Linked DNA regions of Sus scrofa: regions 2 and 3 are each linked to region 1. Evidence: chromatin contacts called from public HiChIP or PLAC-seq data. All regions are on one chromosome and are shown on one strand. Each heading gives the region's core, a stretch centred on a gene start, on an enhancer-like site or on the middle of the called end of the contact. The rest is flanking DNA. Distances are from core to core; before and after follow the strand shown. Region 1 holds the start of SUN2 (SUN domain-containing protein 2). Region 2 holds the start of EIF3L (eukaryotic translation initiation factor 3 subunit L). Region 3 holds the start of PICK1 (PRKCA-binding protein).

Region 1 (3,949 bases), core at 686-3,185:
TACATTCCCATGGCTGCCATAACAAATCACTACAAATTTGGCGACTTGAAACAACAGAAATGTATTCTCTCACAGTTGAGAAGACCAGAAGTCCAAAACCAAAATCAATGGACTGAAATCAAGGTGTCCGCAAGGGACTTGCTCCCTCTGGAGGCTCCTGGAAAGAATCTGTTCCTGGCTTCTCCCAGCTTCTCGTGGCTGCCGGCATGCCCTGTCCTGTGGCCACATCACCCTCTCCGCTGACTGTCTTTTAAAAGGACACTGGTGACTACATTTAGGGCCTACCCTGATGCTCCAGGATAATCTCCCCACCTCAAAAGCCTTCATTTAATGGCACCTGCAAACACTTCCCACGTACAGTGACATTCACAGGTTCCAGGGATTAGACCTCATATCATTGGGGCCCATTATTCACCTACTACAGCCCCATGGAGGCAACAGAGCTTAATTGAGAGCTGCCTCCAGCCAGCCTGTTAGGCATGGTCCTTGCCTGAGACCCGTGGAAGGCCGATGGCCTCTTGCTTTCCAAACCAGCACATGCTGGGAAGGGGCCCTTGCCAGGACCCTTGGAGAGAGTGAGGTGGCAGGCTATGGAGCCTCTATTGCTATTGGCAAGAACAGAACTGGGGAGCTAAGTGCCCTGGGGAGGAGAAGGTGTCAAGAGGAGGCCCCTCCCCTACCTGGATGCTGACTCTAAGTCTGATTTGAACTATTTCGCTCATGCCACGTTCAGCAGATACTCCGATGAGGAAAGCCCTGTGAAGGGTCCTGGGGAGCCAGCTCTTGCCCTTGGGGAGAGCCACATCTAAGCCCAGAAGCAAGCACTGTTGGCTACAATTAGCTGTAAGTGCAGGGGAGGCCCCTCTTTTCCGGGTGGGGCAATGGAGGCTGGCGGAGTGGGGGGGGTTGTTTCTGTCTGGAGTCAGTTTAGCACAAGGGCTTCACATTTCCTCAGTCCCCACCCCCAGTGCCTTCCTGTCACAGCTCAGTGATTTTGTCATTTCTAGCCTCTTCCTCTTGGTGCTTTAAAAGTGAAATAATGGCACTGTCGCAGCGTCCCTTAGAGGAGCTTGCCCAGGAAGTGACTCCTCCCTAGCCAGGCACTTTCTGCCATCAGCAGAGTGGGCCAGTGGGGAGCCCACGCACAGGACCCTTGGAGTTGGGCAGCACTTGATTCTGTCAGGGTCTGTCAAGTGCTTATTCTACCTGCAGATTAAGGCAGAGGAAAAGGGAGCCAGCTTTCCTTCTCAGCACCAACTGTGGCAAGAATCTTCCTTAATATGGAGAAAAGCTTCTGTGTGAAATTTGGGGGTCTCTGAGGGCAGAATGAGAAGTGGCAGAGCCTCCTCCCAAATCTGGATTTTCCAAATCAACTCTAAAATGGAAAAAAAATAAACAACAAAAAAACCAACAAAACCCATGGGCTTGGATATAGAGAGAATCCTCTAATCTCAAATTTGCCTCTTTCAACTGTGTGCCTTTAAACGAATCATTTAAAAACCCTATAAACCTGTTTCCTGATCTGCAAAAAACGTGTAGAAATATCTAAGAATAATTACGCACGTGCCTCCAACAATTGTTTGCGGGTCCCCTAAGGGCTCGCTACGCGCTACCCTTCCAGGTGGGCCCTAGGCCAGGGGTCGTCAATCTCCCCTGCTCCCCCCTTTCTCGAGCCATTTTCAGCAAGGGTGTGCCCCCAACCACTTAATGCCTTTGAGGTCCTGGCACCCGGGCTCTGTTAAGTCGGCCTGAGGCAAGCTGGGTGGGGTGAGGCGCACCACGCGGTGTTAGGAGAGGGCTCAGGTGTTTGGAGTCACCAGACCCGGAGTCAAGTGCGCGGTCAGGCGGGATATCGCCAGCTGCCAGGTGCTGCCCCCGGGCCGCGCCTCCCATGCGCGGACTCCTGTTTGGCCGCGCCCCGCCCGCGGGGCCCACGCGACGGGCGGGGCGAGCCGGGGCCTTTGTGTTCAAACCGCCCAATGGGCGTCGGCAATGGGCGGTGACGCGAGAGGGGCCTGGCCAATGAGCTGCGGACTGTCAGCGTTGACCGACAGGCGCACATATACACACTCGGCCACGCGCGCGCCGCCGGGTCCCACTCGCGCAGCGCGGTTCTGCGCGGGCCGCATTGTCCGTTCGCTCACCTCGTCCCGCCCCGAGGCTCCTCACCGCGCGCCCCGGGCTCGGGCGCCGACCGCCGCTCCCCGGATCCCAACGCAGTAAGGGGGCGCGCCCGGGAGGCGCGGCGGGCCTCGGACGCCCCCGGCTGTGCACCGAGCAGCGGCGGCAGCAGGTAACAGCCGGCCGTGGGCCTCTGGCGGGCGGACGCGCGGGGCGAGGGCGGTAGGCCAGCCTCGGCCGCCTCCTCGCGCGGCCCGGGCCCGGCCTGACCCCGGGGTCATCATCGGACCGCGCCGGCCAGTGCCGAGCTGCCCAGGCCTGGTTCTTCCTCTCCAGGCCAAGCTGGGCCAGGCTCCAGCCCCGCCCGGCGCACGCCCCTGGGCCGGTCGGGAAGGGCCAGCGCTGTGCCAAGGCTGCTCTGACTCATCTCCGCCGCCCGGCCCCCGCCCCCGAGACTGGCCGCCCCACTGGTCAGTCCGGAGGGCGGACGTCTTCCAGGCGGGACTCCCCCGGGCGGCACCTCCCCGGGAGGAGGCTGCCCCAAACCGGCCCAGGGCAGTGCCTGCGTTTTCTTGCTAGTCAGGCAGTTTCCAGGGACCAGCAGTTCTCTGCTTCTGCCGCCGCCTGTCAGAACTCTGGGAATAGGAGGAAGGCCCATTTTGCTTAGTTCTTAAAAAAAAAAAAAAAAAAAAAAAAAAAAACCAAACAAAAAGGGGGCGGGAGTGTGACTTAGAGCAGAGAGGCAGGGCAGGCGCGCGCTTGGTTAAAAAAAACCCGAAAAACAAACCTCCGCAGGGTCAGCCAGTAGGGAAGGAAGGGAGAAGGGAGTTAGCACCTGGAGCGTTTTACAGGTCCCACGAGTGTGAAAACGTCCCGCGGAGGATGCCCAAGATCTAGGTTAAGCCTGAAGACTGGATGGATACTGCGGTATGAGTTTGCGATGGGGCCAAGGAAAGGCGGCGCTGAGAAAAGGATGTGGTTCAGCTCAGAAGTGAAGAGGGATGTTTTATGTGAGGGTTTCTTAACTGATCATGTGTGGAGGGGGTGTCCGTTCTGTTATGCAAAATATTGAGCTCCTAGAGGCTCACTTCTTGTTTTGTTTTCTTTTGGAGGATGGAGCCTTGACCTTTTCACTCTTGTGAAACCCAGACTCGGTGGTAAACTGTTTTGTGACAGCAGAACCCTCCGGGGGAGACAAAAAGGCCCCTTCGCTAGGGTGGAGGCGGGTCCTGTCTGCTGAGGGTTTTCAACTCCCCCGCCCACCACACCTCCGCCTGAATATTTATTTGTATTCTTGCCAGCAGCAGCTTGAGATCTTTTGTGTGTGTGTGTGTGTGTGTGTGTGTGTGTGTGTGCGCACGCGCGCGCTTTAAACACATTGCTTGTTTCTGTCCCAGGGTGAAACCTTGGTCAATTTCTGCAGGGCAGGGTTAAGAAGAGGAGCTTGTGTGGGTATCTGGAGCTTTCAGTTGGGGAGGGCAGTAGTGGGGGTGAAATTACCTTATAAGGAACGGAGGATAGAGAGGGACCCAGCCAGCTTCCTGCTCTGGCAACTACGGATTGTTCCCTTTAGCAGCATTGGCTAAAACCAGGGAAAGATGCCAGCTGGGGATCCCACCTGCGAAGTCACCAATAAGACCAAGACACGAGGCTGCTTGTTTTTCAGAAGAGAACTTGGCAGAGTTCTCCAGCTGGACTAACCAGATCGGCTGGTTTCCATAGTCTTGAGTTGGGATGTGTTAGAGTGGCCACTGTAACAACCCTGGGGACTAGTACTTTAAGTATCAACCAGGAATATTAGAAGCGATAACCAGTTACAAGGACTAGG
Region 2 (3,949 bases), core at 1,081-3,580, 720 kb after region 1:
GTCCTGGATCTCATACACCTTTTGGTCAATGACATCGCTGGACACGCGACTGGCCTGTAGTTCATACACCTTCTGGTCAATCAAGTCCGACACAGTTTTGTGGAAATACTGGATGAAGTTTTTGATCACCTCGGGAATCACCTGATAGGTCTGCTGCTCATACTGACGTTCATAAGCCAGATCCTGCTTCGGATCGCCTAGAGGTGGGATATGACATCTCAAATCCACATGTGTAACAAAAGGGCAAGGCCTCCCACCCCCTAAACTAAAGTCTATACAATTGGGTATTATTCCTTTTGTGGGGAGGGGGGGAGGCATGCAGAAGTTCCCACAGCAATCCAGTGACCAGAGCCACAGCAGTGGCATCAGATCCTTAACCCGCTGAGCCACAAGGGAACTCCCATTCCCTTTTAAACACCCAGAAATATAAATTCTCTTTATGTCACTCTCAATCGCCACTGGCCTGTTTCTTTCATTTTGTTTTGTTTTGTCTTTTTGCCGTTTCTTGGGCCGCTCCCATGGCATATGGAGGTTCCCAGGCTAGGGGTCGAATTGGAGCTATAGCCGCCAGTCTACCCAGAGCCACAGCAATGCGGGATCCGAGCTGCGTCTGCGACCTACACCACAGCTCATGGCAAAGCCGGATCGTTAACCCACTGAGCAAGGGCAGGGATCAAACCCGCAACCTCATGGTTCCTAGTCGGATTCGCTAACCACTGCGCCACAACGGGAACTCCCTGGCCTGTTTCTTCAGAACCTTTCCTGCTACCTAAAGTTACTTATTTACTTATTGTTTCCCCCACTAGAACCTCAACCCTATAGGAGCAAGAACCTTGTCTGTCTTGTACCCAGGTGTATGAGACAGGTGCCTCTAGACGAGAAAGAGTTCTCCGTGCGTGTGGGAGGTAGGGGGAAAACTGTGAAAAGAAGGAATTTAGTAGTAGGCACTTGATTTTTTTGAGCGAATGACTGCTGTTTTCTACATATATGACTTGATGCAAGTAACTAAATTTCTCTGTGCTGTTTTTTCACCTAGAAAATGGAAACATTAATTTATGTATTTATAGAACTGCTGTAAGGACTAAATGAAATACTTCACACAAAGTATCCAGGACAACACACGGCACGTACAAAGGGCTAAGTCAAACCAAGTCATCGTAACAACCCAGGAAACCTCAAAAACCTTCCAAAAAGGTTTCATCTGGACTTGGTTTGAATCACTTTTAACTTTTCACAAGATGTCTTCTTCTGGAATTTCCCTGCGGTGCAGTGGATTAAGGATCTGATGTTGTCACTGCAGTAGCTCAGGTCGATGCTGTGGTGAGGGTTCAGTTTCTGGCCCAGTAATCCCCACGTGCCACAGGGGCAGCCCCCCCCCCAAAAGGCTTTTTTCTTCAGCTAATAGTTTAAACAGCTGAGACAGTAATCCTTCCCTTCTGAGACTTTGAGATGGACCATGAAAAAGGCCTGGTTTAATAGGCTATATACCACCCTCCCTTTGAGAGTTAGTAACTTGACTCCAAACCTGGACTATCAAGACGTAGTCTTAAACAGGTGCCCGGCAAAGCTGTTCTGAGACATTCAAAAGGGTGCCAATCCCTAGAAGTACCCAGCTAGCCAGACAAACTGTAGACTCACCTGTGTGCATATCATAGTCGCCCGGGTAAGCATAGGGATCATAAGCAGTCTGTTAACGAAAGAGACAAACAAGACCGTCACCAATTCGTGAATCCAAAATGCTCCTCCTGGGTTCTAAGGATACAAAGGGGGTAAGACGCAGTCCCTGCCTTGGAGGAACTCACATCCCTATGAGAAAAGGGAGAATAAACAGACAACGACAATACCGCGTTGCAGCTGCAATGAGATACAGCAAAGCACAGAAGCTGTGGGAATCGACGAGGTTTGGCAGGACTAAGGCCAGGGCCTAAGAAATCAGAGTTCAATTACAGAAACACAGAACCCTATGACCAGCCTCCGTTCTTGGGCTTCGGAAAGAAAAGGAAAAGAAAACGAGACACGCGAGGTGGGCGGGCTGAGACCAGGCTGATGAGGAGCCGGGAGGGTAGGGTGGCAGCAGTGAGAGCAGTGCTGGCAGAGAGGCCGGCTGGGGCTGGTCGCGGCCCACGGGGGCTCCTAGAGACCCAGACACTGTCCCCCCGCGGGGCCCAACACCCAAAGAGCCCTGTCCATGTTGCGGCGCCCAGAACACGCCTAGGGGCAGCTTACCTCCGACTCATAATCATCAGCGGGATAAGACATGGCTGCGGCGCTCCGAGGCCCAGGAGGAAAGAGCGGAAAAAGCGCACCTCGCCTGCGTCTGGACGCCGGAAGTCCAGCCCATCTCGAGTTGGCTGGGAAACCAGAAGCTCTTCCGGGGCCTTCGGCAACCTGAGGCAGCCATGCTGGGAAGGGCGAATGAGATTAAACACATTATTCCTCTATCTTCAAATAGAGACTCTACAAAGAAGATGACTCAATAGTACTTGAAAACATTCAGAAATAAGGACATGAAATATTTCAGCGTAATAAAGGTTGGGCAAAGTAAGAGAAGCTACAAAATGATGCCACACAAAAGATGGCTGACAGCTCCCGCGGGCGGACCTCTCGCGTGAAGGGAAATTCCGACATGGGGTGGGGGGGGGCTGAATGTGGATTTAGGTGTTAAGCGAGTTGCCTGTAGCGAAAAATGTCTTCAAACGTTTCGACCTCAACAATATAAAGTTACTGGATGTAAAAGTTGAGACTTGGGCGTTGAGAGGGCGTTGAGAAAAGGCGCTTCCCAACTTTGGACATTAAGGTTGCAACAGGCAAAGGTGAAGCCAGCTGCGGTGTGAGGCCGTTGTCGTGGGACCTACCCACGCTTACAGCATGAACTCTCACGCTGTGGGTGGAGTTGGACTCCTGGGGATGACCTAGAGTTAGGGACCGGGTTGTAAAACAAAGCGATACAAGCCAATATGTGGGTCCAGAGCCTTAGGTTAGCCATTTAGAATGGCAATGCCTGGCCCCAGCTTCTCATGTCGCATTTTTGCTTTGAGTTTACTCCTTTGTCTGTAAACCGAGCGGTGATACCATCGTAGGACTAAGCTAAAAGGCTCATGGAGTCCCCGGGACTCTTCGTTGGCTCAAGGAGAGTGCTAATATAGTTACAGGGTTTTTGTGAAATTTGCAAAAGTAATATTTCTACTGCAATTCCTTAGAACCGTTTTCTATTTCAATTTCTCCTGTCACACTTAACCCCTGTGTCTAGTGGCGTTTGGGATTTCAGAGACATTCCTACTGGGAACATTTGAGTTTAGTAAGATATGCTTATGTGATACTCTTCTGGGAATAGTTACTGCCTTCAGTGTATAAGATACAGCTACCACGGGCTGTGGATCAATGGGTGTCTTCAATGAAATATGTATTTAAGGTTAATCAGGGCACTAGAAAGGTTGAAATTAACTGAAAACTTACAGTTAATATAGGAAAAAAGTTTGATACTGGTTGCCCTCAACTTTGACAACTCTCAAAATGTTCATGGCATTACTAAAAAAAGAATTGTGAAGTCAGGAGGAATTTTTCCAAATTATCAATAATAAAATTTTGTGGGAATATAAATTGGTGCAACCACTGTGGAAAACAGTATGAAGATTCCTCAGAAAGCTAAATATAGAATTACCATTTGATCCAGCAATCCACTCCTGGGCATCTATCCAGAGAAAACCATGACTTGAAAAGATACATGAACTCCAATGTTCACTGCAGCACTATATACCATAGCCAAGACATGGAAGCAGCCTAAATATCCATGGACAGAGGAGTGGATAAAGAAGACGTGGTACATATACACAATGGAATATTACTCAGCTGTTAAAAGTAAAGAAATAATGGCATTTGAAGTAACATAGATGGACCTAGAAATTGTCATGCTAAGGGAAGTTAGACAGTGAGACACCAACACCGTATG
Region 3 (3,949 bases), core at 895-3,394, 560 kb after region 1:
ATAAGATGCAAGGAATCCATCAACAGGCATCACTGTGACCAACAAGAAAAAGAAAATCCAGGTGCCAGATGTGTGTTAGTGATAAAATACTGTGACTCACTTTATGTTTGTCAGTGGACGGTTCTCCTGGGTCAGCCCACACAGCATGGCAACCTGTTCCAGACAATTCAGGGGGTTGGGTTGGGACCATGAATTCATTTGAAGGGAACGAAAGTTCGAGTGCATCGTTCTACCACCACTAAGCACTTGTCTTTCCAGCTGGACTGGAAGCCCCTGGGGGCAGGTCTTGTCCTTTTCTATATCTGCCACAGAGCCTGGCACAGGACCTGGCTGTGGCTGAAGTGCCATAATAATAGCTGTGGTTTTTGTACAGGATGAGATGTTCTGGGCCCCGGAGGAGGGAACTAGGATGGGAAGAGACGGAAAGAGCTGCTGAGGGTGGGGACCTGAACAGTGGCCGTGGCCCAGCTTTCCTCCACTAGGCTGGAATCACCAGACGCGTTTAGGTCCTGAATTTGAAATTTGCTTTTTCAACAAACAGTGATCTCCAAACCTAGAGGCTTTAACACAGACTGTTAAACACAGGATGGCCCCAGCTCAAACCCAAGCTCTGCTGTTTCAGAGCTGGGGGGGTTCTTGGGCACATCAGCCTTTGCCTCCGAGGTTGGTGGCTGTGGACCAGGCATGGTGATCCCTCCCAAGATAGAAGCTGTAACGATGAAGATAAAAGAGAGAAACGAGGGTGAAAGTGGCTTGAGAGTGATTCACTTGGCAGAGACATCAGAGGTTTCTGTTGTCACTTCTCACTATAACCATTTGGCCAATTCAGAGGGCAGGGCCAGTGGCACACTTCAAAGGCCTTAGGCTGCTTCGGCCCCTGCATCCGACTCGCCTGGGAAGTACCTCACACGCAGGCTCCTGGCTCTGTCTCAGACCTATCGGTCAGAGTCCGGGAAGGGGAGATCTTGGAGGCTGCATTTCCCCGAAGCTCTGTGGGTGACTTCAGGGCCTCCTGCAGTTTGAGGACCACTGCGTCGCAGGCTCGGAAGGTACAGTATCTGAGCATCCTCAGGGTGGGCCTGTTCGGCTACACCAACCATCCCTGCCCCGGGGGCCTCACCATCCAGGAGGAAACCAGCATGTTTTGTGAGCCCCGAGGAGGGGCTTCTGCCCAGACCAAAGGCCAGGGAAGGCTTCCTGGAGGAAGCAACATCTCAGCTGGGTCCTGAAGGAGGTGCTGGTGGGTCTCCGGCCTAGAAGAGGGGCATGGTGACCCAGGCAGGGGATATAGCTGGTGTAGGCGATGGTGCATACAAGGCATAGTCCCCTCTCCACAGAGAATCACAGTGTGGCAGGAGACAGACAGTGAGGGCGGTGAAAGGCCACCACCAAGTCCTAACCAGTCCACAGGGAGAATTGCATCCCCCACCCCCATCTCCTACTGCTCCAGAGTCCATCCAGGCAGGCAGATGACCTCTGGCTCAGCCTGGCCACTGAAGGCTGTGTGAGCCCAGGCCAAGTCCCAACCCCTTTCTGGGCCTAGGTCTCCTTCAAGATTCCAACCCTCAGGTTCTGAGCCTGATTCCATCAGGAGAAGCTTGCCCCCTACAACGCCATATTTCTGGGGAAGTGCTGCCATCCAGTGGCCATTGGGAGAAAAACCTACTGGGGCACCAGAGCTCCCCCAATCTTTCTCTTCCCATCAGTCACTGCCCCTCCCCAGGTCATGGCTGGCTAGAGCAACCACAAGTCTTTGTGGTCTGTGGGTGATGGGTGAGGCTGCTTACGTACATGGAGAGCTGAGCCTGACCTGCCCATCCCTCAGTGCTGTCATGGCCCCGGCATAAGGCCTGACTCCTCACTGACTCACCACTAGCATCACAGGCCCCTATGAAAGTCAGGGAACCAGGGGTGGGTGGGTGGAATTCAGTTCGATTCGTCAGCAGCATGGAGACTAAAAGCATAGGTTCTAAAAGCGAACAGATAGGAGCAGTAATACTAGCAGCTAACAGGTATTGGGCCTCTCTGGTCAGGGAACAAGAAAAGCAAGGTCCTGCCCTGCCAGAGCTCACACGAGAGGGAAGGGCAGCCATCCACCCAGGTAATATCTCCCATCTCGGAGCGCTGAGCAAGGCCCCACAGCAGAAGGGGAGCCCAGGATTTCCTGTCATGGCTCAGTGGTAATGAACCCGACTAGTATCTATGAGGCCTCGAGTTCGATCCCTGGCCTTGCTCAGTGGGTTAAGGATCTGGACTTGCAGTGAGCTGTGGTGTAGGTCACAGACAAGGCTTGGATCCCGCGTGCCTGTGGCTGAGGCATAGGCTGGCAGCTGCAGCTCTGATTCAACCCCTAGCCTGGAAACTTCCATAGGCCGAGGGTGTGGCACTAAAAAAAAGGCGGGGGGAGCCCAGTGGGAAGGGATATGGCAGGTGGGAGCTGGGGGGGTGAGCTGGACAGAGCATTGGTTTCATGGCAGTTGTGTGACTCTGGAAACGTACCTTGACCTCTCTGAGCCTTAGACTCCATGGAAAAAATCGGTATTAAAAGAGCCTGAGTGTTGGTTTTATTTTTACAATTTTATTTGCTTTTTAGGATCGTACCAGCTACATATGGAAGTTCCACAGCCCACGGCAACACCGTGAGCTGAGCAGAGCCAGCAATCGAACCCGAATCCTCATGGATACCAATTGGTCTTGTTACCACTGCGCCACAATGGGAACTCCCCTGAGTGCTGGGATTTAATTTAAGTCAGACCGTGACACTCTCTGCCCAAAGCCACCCGACATCTCCTGTCACATGCAGAATAACTCCTCTCTGACCCAGAGATCTGGGACTGGCTGCTCCTCCAGCCCAGGGCCCACCCTTCCTCCTGTTCACATCCTGTTCCAGGGCCTCTGGCGGCTTGCTGTTCCTGGAATGGGCTGGAAGTTTTCCATCTCAGGGCCTTCGCTCTTGTAGTTCCCTCTGTCTGGAACATTCTTCCCCCAGGTATGCCCACTCCCTTACGTCATCCACATCTCTTCTGCCCTGTTACCTTCTCCAGGAAGCCCTCCGTGATTGCCAGCTAAAGCACAGTGCTTGGATGGTCGATTTCAGGACATTTGCTCATCTCCAGCCTGACACGCGGCACAGTTTCGGTTACACATTTGTTTGCTTGTCTCTGTAAACTGCAAGTTCCCTGAGAGCAGAAACCTGGCCTGTTCAGGTGGAATCTCTATCACCAATACCTAGCACATCGCCTGGCACATGGTACCTTCAACACATAACCTGATGAGGGAATGAATAACTGACTCTGAGAGCAGAAGCCCAGAGACCAGGCAGTGGTCAGAGTCAGTGGAGGCCTCTGATTTCAGAAGCAGGAGGCCAGAGTCGACCATCCTGGCGCTGGAAAGCTCAGGAGACTAGAAGAGAGTGAGGGAGCCAGAGAGGTGGGGGGCGTTGCCTCCCCCTCCCCCGAGTCCTAAGCGAGGTGGGGAAATGGGGAGCAGGGGCTGCCAGGCTGGGGAAGCAGAAGGGAGCCCTGGTCTGGTGGGAGCCAGATCCCCTTGGGCACAGGGAAGCCTCTCCCACTAGGGCAGCAGTGTGGCGGAGGAGAGAGGGGGAGTGTTAGCATGGCTCCAAGGCATTTGCATCCTTCCAGAAGCCCCTTCCTAGCTTTGATGGAGCCACAGCCCCCGTTACATGGGCAGCACTCTCCTCTTGTCTCAACTGCCTCCTCTAGGCAGCCGCCTCTGGCCAGAGGTGGGATGTGGCCTTTCTCAGACTCCCCCAGCCACCCGCAAAGCAGCTCTATTCCTGGCTCTGCTTGGCATGTAATGGGCTGACCCCTGACCTTCCCCCACTCCCCCGCCTAGTGCTCTGCCCCCCGGGTTAGGTCAGTGATGAAAGCCGGTGGGAGCCTGGGGGGGGTGGAGGCAGGCGGACAGTGCCTGATTGTTCCCACCCCTG

Evidence for each region. HiChIP or PLAC-seq counts read pairs in DNA pulled down with a chosen protein or histone mark.
Region 2: an H3K27ac HiChIP or PLAC-seq map of alveolar macrophages shows a contact between it and region 1. The contact joins the promoter of EIF3L here to the promoter of SUN2 in region 1. A contact is called at or near these places in 1 of 5 promoter capture datasets (liver) and 1 of 2 datasets of contacts at active chromatin or transcription factors (alveolar macrophages).
Region 3: a contact with region 1 is called in an H3K27ac HiChIP or PLAC-seq map of alveolar macrophages. The contact joins the promoter of PICK1 here to the promoter of SUN2 in region 1. A contact is called at or near these places in 2 of 47 Hi-C or Micro-C datasets (embryonic fibroblasts and psoas muscle) and 2 of 2 datasets of contacts at active chromatin or transcription factors (alveolar macrophages and skeletal muscle).

What each region holds. Positions count from the first base shown.
Region 1 is chr5:9,271,201-9,275,149 of Sscrofa11.1, forward strand. SUN2 (SUN domain-containing protein 2) reads left to right here and starts at 1,936. Exons shown (of 18, transcript XM_013988192.2): 1 at 1,936-2,293.
Region 2 is chr5:9,993,735-9,997,683 of Sscrofa11.1, forward strand. EIF3L (eukaryotic translation initiation factor 3 subunit L) reads right to left here and starts at 2,331. Exons shown (of 13, transcript NM_001244086.1): 1 at 2,227-2,331; 2 at 1,639-1,687; 3 at 1-197. The coding sequence starts at 2,259.
Region 3 is chr5:9,827,533-9,831,481 of Sscrofa11.1, forward strand. PICK1 (PRKCA-binding protein) reads right to left here and starts at 2,145. Exons shown (of 13, transcript XM_003355340.4): 1 at 1-2,145.